2 separate regions of the Mus musculus genome follow, and region 1 is linked to region 2. The links are chromatin contacts, called in public Micro-C maps. All regions are on one chromosome and are shown on one strand. The core of a region is the stretch at or near the end of the contact, and the rest is flanking DNA. Distances in the headings are between cores, read along the strand shown. Region 1 has its middle 11 kb from the start of Gm17619. Region 2 has its middle 25 kb from the start of A630075F10Rik.

Region 1 (3,815 bases), core at 696-3,195, 160 kb after region 2:
GAGCGGTGGTAGGCATGTCTTTAATTCAAGCGCTGGGGAGACAGAGGCAGGCAGATCTCTGTGAGTTCGAGGCCAGCCTGGTGGTCTACAGAGTGAGTTCCAGGACAGCTAAGGCTACACAGAGAAACTCTGTCTTAAAGCAAAACAAAATAAAACAGAACCAAACCCCCAAACCACAACAAAACAAAACCCACAGAATTCATATGTTAATATATGGTAACTAACATGTTATTATATTGATCTGTACTAATTAATTAGTATATATTTAGAGGACAGGGTGCTACGATGTGACTCTGGCTCAGCCTAGTAAGAAGAATGACCGGAGATCAGCTGGGGCTATGAGCAAGTCTGTAGCAGAAGGGGATCTGAGGCTTCTAGTTGCGTCTTGAAGTGACACGGTGACCACCTGGTTCTGGTCAGCTTGGGACTTCCCTGGTTTTAGCACTGAAATTCCCTCCACCTAGGGAAACCCCAAGTTCTCAGCAAACTGGGATTGTTGGTCACCTCACCAGGTTACCCTGACTGATTGATCGGGAATTCCAGAAGATTCTAAGTTTATTTGTTTATTTTTTGACCCAGAGGCTCATGTTGCCCAGACTGGCCTCAAAGCTGATATATAACCAGGATGAGTCTGAATGCTTGGTTCTCTGCCCCTACCTTCCAAGATGTAGCTCTATAGCACCATGACTGATTTTTTTTAACCCCCTAAACTTAATCATATATATTTTTATTTTCTGTACAAGAGTGTTTTGTCTTCATGTATGTATATGTATCTCATGTGTGCCCAGTGCCCTTGGAAATCAGAAGAGGTCATTATGTATTCTGGAACTGGAGGTATGGATGGTTGTGAGCCACCATGTGGGTTCTGAGAACCAAACTCAGGTCTTCAGAAGAATAGTCAGTGCACTTCACCACTGACCCATCTCTCTAGCCCCTCATTATGCCTGACTGTATCTGGTGCTGGGGATAGAACAGAGCTTCACACTTATTAGACATACATGCCACCAAGTGAGCTAGCTACATACATAGCCTGGATTGCAGAATGTTAAGACAGAGTGTGGCAAGTGGTCCCCAGGTCAGACAACAACGAAAGGCGCGTGTGTGTGTGTGTGTGTGTGTGTGAAGGGTATACCATAGAGGATTCATGTAAACCAGAGAACAACTTGGGGACTTGTTCTCTCCTACTTTTGCAGTGGCTTCAAGGGTTGAACTCAGTTTGTCAGGTTTCACAGCAAGTACTTTTTTACCTGTAAGTCATCTTGATAGCACCATCATTTATTGATTCATTTTTCTATTATCTATCTATCTATCTATCTATCTATCCATCCATCCATCTATTTATCCATCTACCCACTACCTACCTATCCATCCATCCATCCACTTACCCACCCTATCTATCTATCTATCTATCTATCTATCTATCTATCTATCTATCTATCTATCTCCATCCATCCATCCACCCATGCATCCTAATTATCTATCTGTCTATCTATCATCTATCTATCCATCCACCCATGCATTCTGTCTGTCTGTCTGTCTGTCTGTCTGTCTGTCTGAGACAAGGTCTCACATGGATCCCCTAGGCTTGAACTTGCTATGGAGTTGAGTATGACTTTGAACTCCCAATCTTCTCACCTCCACCTTCTGCACACTGAGATCACAGGCACACACGGCCATGCCCCAGCTCTTCAAACTGCAGGGTGTTTTTTTTTTTTTTTTAAGATTTATTTATTTTACGCATGTGTGTACACTGTAGCTGTCTTCAGACACACACCTAGAAAGGGCATAGGATCCCTTTAGAGATAGTTGTGGGTCACCATGTGGGTGCTGGGAATTGAACTCAGGACCTCTGGAAGAGCAGTCAGTGCTTTTAACCACTGAGCCATCTCTCCAACCCCAAACTGCATTTTTAAACCTTGCTTGGTACTCAAGCCAAAACCAGTTCCTTTTCCGGGTGTCGTTCTATTTAGAGACTGTGGATACACAAGAGTAATTGCCCACAGTCTCATGCTCCCCTGAGTTAGGCAAACGCGGTTGCTACCTCTCTTTCCTCAAGGGTGTGTTTCCTTGGGTTTTAAAATTCCTGACCAGATCGAAATGAAAGACTCCGTTTCTCTCTCCTTATCAGTAGGTAGGGTCCGACATTAAACAGTCAGCCTTTTGTGTGAGGGCGCACTTTGTGATTTCTAAGATTACACCTCAGCCTCTTAAGTGTAATCAATGGAGGATAAAATTCTTTAGGACACTCAAAATATTTCAAGAATCTTCAATATTCTATTTCCAGATGGGAGAACATAAGTTTCAATCCCAGGAGCCAAACCCTGCTGCTGTAGAATGGACGATTTCCTGTAAAAGAAGGAGCCGCGCCCTGCCCGCGCTTTGCGGGAGGGGTGGGGGTGGGGGTGGAGGCTACGGGTTATTGAGCTGGAGGCTGCTTTCTCTGAGTTCTGAGACGCTGTCTGTACCTTTCCTCTGTGTTGTGGGAGACTCGCTTCCATAAGCGAGCCATTCAGCTACGGGAATGTTCTTGCTTGATCCTGAATCCCTTTCTGGGTGAGAGTCCAGATAGAGTTTCTTGCTGGGAAGACAGACTGTCCCTTTTACAGTTCCCAGTCCTAAGCAGGTGGTGACAACCTTCATTTGGAATGACCTATAGGTGCGTTTTTCCACCGAGTACCATAAATTACAGCTAAGTCACTTCTGACCACAAAGGTGCAGTTCCCCAGAACAGAAAGCGGCTGTTTGGGGGGTGGGGTGGGGGGAGGGGCGCTGGGGACAGCCTAGGCTGATAAAGCTCGGGAAGTTGACAGAACTGTTCAGAGGCGCAAAGGGGGAAGCCCCCATTGTTTGTGGTAGCTTTGTAAAAGTAGGAAATATTTTGTATTTTAATCTTTTTAAGCATAGTATTATGCCTAAGAATGAGTTTTATCATGACATTTTATACAAGTATGTCATGTATTTTGGTTATATTCACACCAATACCCTCTCCTGTCCCCTCCCATTTCCCATGACCCCCTTCCTAGCTTTTTTTTTTTTTTAAAGTAACTCAGTGCCTTCCATGGAGGTTGCTTATATGAATATGAGAGGAAGTTATCACAGAGACATTCTGTATTACTGAAGAAATGTTCCCCCATCTCCCCTCCCATCCCCCACGGCAACCACCCTCAGGAGATTTGTAGCATAAGCCTCTCCCAGCTAGTTTACTGGTAACCGTGTATAAACCCCCAGGGAGGGGTGGGGCCTCGATAGCCCCTCCCCTGCCCTTCCACTGTGCTGTCCTAGGAGGCAGAGGTGGGACAAGACTGGAGGAGCAGTCGTGAAGGAGTGCAAGGGACTCCAGCTCCCTGCGTTGTTGACTGAGGACAGGAGGCCCCCAGTTCTTTGGCTCCTCAGTCTCCTGTTGTTCTTCCCTGAGAGAAGTGGTATTTGTTATATCTAGGCTTCCTATCTCCGCCATCAAACTCCAAAGCCTCTGCTCATTTTGAGAAGTAGTGTAACCCCTTACACTGTTTGGGAGTTCATACTCTACTTGGGACATTGTTCAGAGGCAAGAGCCCAGCATCCCGAGATCGCGTATGGTTTTTGTACTGAGTGTGTTGTATAACACACACTCCAAGCCTCGGGTTGCCACCTCCCCGCTCTGAACTGACCTCCAGCGAAAGCAAACATCACTCTCTAGGAGTGATTACCATAACTCTTGTCGCTTTATTGTTAAGGAAGACCTGTCAAGGGTGTCTTTGTCCTCCAGAGAGGGATGTTCTCCAGGACCTCTGGGGAAGGGTGGCGCAGCGAAGGATGATGCCTAGGGCACCGGA
Region 2 (3,592 bases), core at 838-3,337:
GGTCCTTACCACTAAGTCTTCCCATGTTGTGCTGTATTCTGTTCTGATCGGTTAATTTAATATTTCATGTTGTGTGTGGAGACCACTGAGTGGCCCACTTTATTGGTTTCTACCTTATTCCCTTGAGACCTCTCGCAGAACCCAGCAAGCCTCTGCAATCCACCTGTCTCCACCCCCACGACACTGGAGTTAGCAGGTGCCTGCAGCCACGTCCTGACTTTTACATGGCTACTGGGGATCCCAGCCCTGTCTTCTGCTTAGTCAGCCAACGCTCTTGTCCGTGGAGTCATTTCTTCAGCCCGTCTTTTGTGACACGGATCCTCTGACAAGCACTGGCCGGTTATTTCGTGAGCTGTCTCTCATTTTGGCTTTGTCTAATGTCTTCTGCTCCCTGGACAGATGTTAGGTGGTATACAAAGGAACAGCTGCTGTGTGACTGTTACTAGGGACAGGACAACAGCAAAGCAAAGCAGCAGCATTACCTTGCTGACCTAGGGAGTTAATGGGCTTCCCAAAGGCAGTTGCACGACCTGAAAGTCCCACTCCAGGATGAGACCCACACAAAGCCAACATTCTGTGTCCCTTACACAGGAGTCCCCTACCCCCACCCAAGCCCCTACACCAACTGATGCATGGTTACCAGAAGCCAAGGGAGGGACGGAGAACAGTGGCTGGAATCTCGGGCAGATGTCTAATGAAAACATTAATGACCTCAATCTTGCGAGGGACTCCTGTGGCTCACCACAGATGTTCTGATTCGAGATGGCAACAGCCATGTCGTGCCCCGAGGACAGGGTTCCCACTGTAATACCATAGAGACGTGTGCCCTTCTCAGGAGCTTCGTGACACTGACATGTCTTATCACGGGTGAAGTTCACTTTGATGGCATGGTTTAAGTAGTGTCTGGTAACTTCTGTTAAAACATGAGACAGGCCTTTGACTTTGTAGTGCTAGCCAAGATACCCTGAAACAGGAAGAAACCATTCAGTGTCCCTCTAGCATACATGATTTTGGACATATGACTTTTATCCAAACAATGCTTTCCTCACTTGATAAGGGAGATTAAAAAGAACTATCTTTCTAAGTTGCTAGAATGGTCACTCTATAATAATCATTGTTAGTGACAGCCAGGCAAGCCAACAGGGGATCCATGGAATCAAAAGTGGAGGACTCTGGCTGGACAGACAGCTCAGTGATAAACCACAAGCCGGAAGCCCCAGGACCCATGCAAAGCCACGTGATATCCCAGTGCTCCTGTACCATGAGAGGAGGCAGAGCCAGGAGAATCCCTGGAAGCCTGTGGTCAGGTATAGGAGGCATCAAACAACAGACAAATGCTCAAACAAGGTTGCCTGACCTTCTGACCGCCACACCCTCAAATGTGCTCCCCTACCACACACACACACACACACACACACACACACACACACACACACACACACACACACACACACACGCAACCCAGATCTCAACTGGATACTTCCGGCAAGCAGCAAGATTGGCTCCTCCTTTCTTTCCTAAGGAAAGACCTTCCTGGTTACAAACAGGTAGACAGTCAGTCAGACGGGCCTGGAGAGATGACTCAGCAGTTAAGAGCACTTGCTGCTCTTGCAGAGGACACAGGTTCAGTTTCAAGCGCCCACGTGGTGACTCATAGCCATCTGTAACTCTAGTTCCAGGGAATCTATCGCCCTCTTCTGGCCTCCATGGGTACTACATGTGGCGCACACAGCATGCAGGCAGACCGCCTATATAGAGAAAATGAAAGTAATAAAAGCTCTTGGCGAAGTGAAGTGAGCAGATAAAGTCTATGACTGACTGTAACCAGCACCAGCTCATCCTACAAGCGATTACGAGGCGTTCTCTGTGCCCTAGGCCCATTGCAGACCCTCGGCTGCCTCTAATCTGGGAGCGGAATACTGCTTTCCTTGAGTTTACATCCCAGTTAGAAAGGCACAGAGTAGAGAAGCAAAGACAGGGACTATCACTCACCCTGGTTCAGTTGGAGTTCCTATAGCTGTGATGAAACATCATGACCAAAAAGCAACCCAGGGAGGAAAGGGACAATTTGATTTACATATCCTGGGTCACAGTCCACTGAGGGAAGCCAAGGGGAGGGAGCCTGGAGGCTGGAGCTGATGCAGAGGCCATGGAGGGGTGTGGCTTACTGGATTGCTTAGTTTGTTTTCTTATAGAATCCAGAACCACCAGCCCATGGATGGCACCACCCACAATGAGCTGGGCTGTTCCCCCTCCATCCCACCTCAATCACTAATATATAAAACGCCCTCAAGGTATCCCTCTGTCCAGATCTGAAGGAGGCATTTCCTTAATTGAGTCGACTGTAGCTTGTGTCAAGCTAACACAAAAGTATTTCCTAAACAAGTCTACATCTTGTTTTGTTTCGTTTTGTGTTTTGCCTTCAGACAGAATTTTTTACAATGTTGCACACGCGGCTGGCTCAGCACTGTGAACCCCCCAGCTTCCAGCTGCCCCGCACCAGGATTCCAAGCATGAGGGACCACACCCAGTTCAGCCCTCAGTGTTTCACTTGATTGCTCCTTCCATGCGAAAGGAACCCTGCATGCCCCGCCTTCAGAGTTTCACTACTGAGATTCTCCGTAGGTTTAGGCTTGCTCCTACTTCATCAATTAGAATGATTACTTCCTTGTGGAGCCTGTTTCCCACCTCCCTGCATTGGGTATCTATCATTCCAGTGCCCATAACTATCCCTTAGTTTAAAAACCTCCTAAACAGCCTTTGCCTCCCCTCAGCAACATTGGTTTAATTTTTTTAAAAAAAAAGTGCAGTGCTTTGATGTTTTGCCTGCATGGATGTCTGTGTGAGGATGTTGGATCCCCTGGAACTGGAGTTAGAGACAGTTGTGAGCTGCCATATAGGTGCTAGGACTTGAACCAGGGACCTCTGGAAGAGCAGCCAGTGCTCCTAACAGCTGAGCCATCACTCCAGCCCCACACTAATCTACTTTTTATTATGTGGTCCTGTTTTCTCTTTGTTGACAAGAACAGAAACCACGTTTGTAAAAATAGTTGCCGAGACCTTCTTGTTGAGCCCAGGCTGCACTAGGAGGAATCATGGGTAATTTTAAATGTCAACTTGCCACAACCTAGGGAAACCTGGGAGATCCTGAATGGAGATTTCCTAGGTCATACCAGCCTATGGGCATGTGTGCATGGCGACTATCTTGTTTGTTAAATGATGTAGAAAGATAAAGCCCACTGTGGGTGGCACCATTCTCTAGACAGGGAGTATTGAGCGATACAAGGCAGGAAAGAGCTAAATGGAAGCAAGTGGACTTAGGTACACTCATTCTCTGTCCTCCTCAGTTTAGTCTCATGGAACATGTGGCCTTGACTTCTGCTTGATGATGGAGGCTGTGACCTGGAATTGTGAGCTAAATAAACCTTTCTTCCCCTACGTCGCTTCTGGTCATGTTATTTTATCAGAGCAACAGAAAGAAAACTATGGCAAAGAGGTTCTCAAATGTTTTTCGGTTGGACTGTTCCATCAGTGGATGGACGCGTCTTGATTCTGCTTTTGTTTAACTGTGATGTTGGGAGGCCATGGCTCT

The links. A called contact is a pair of places that touch in the nucleus more often than the background predicts.
Region 1: a Micro-C map of embryonic stem cells shows a contact between it and region 2, with 2.1 times the contacts expected there. The contact joins two enhancer-like sites. A contact is called at or near these places in 5 of 484 Hi-C or Micro-C datasets (embryonic stem cells and undifferentiated spermatogonia) and 1 of 115 datasets of contacts at active chromatin or transcription factors (embryonic stem cells).

What each region holds. Positions count from the first base shown.
Region 1 is chr2:170,203,291-170,207,105 of GRCm38.p6, forward strand. No RefSeq gene overlaps it. Among named protein-coding and RNA genes, the nearest start is that of Gm17619, 11 kb to the left of the region's middle. Within about 2 kb of position 1,946, at least 215 of the 459 cell types and tissues checked have an H3K27ac peak or open chromatin away from gene starts, as enhancers often do. A contact at or near this core is called in embryonic stem cells, where this site is marked.
Region 2 is chr2:170,044,429-170,048,020 of GRCm38.p6, forward strand. It overlaps a transcript of Tshz2 not described here. Among named protein-coding and RNA genes, the nearest start is that of A630075F10Rik, 25 kb to the right of the region's middle. Within about 2 kb of position 2,088, at least 18 of the 459 cell types and tissues checked have an H3K27ac peak or open chromatin away from gene starts, as enhancers often do. A contact at or near this core is called in embryonic stem cells, where this site is marked.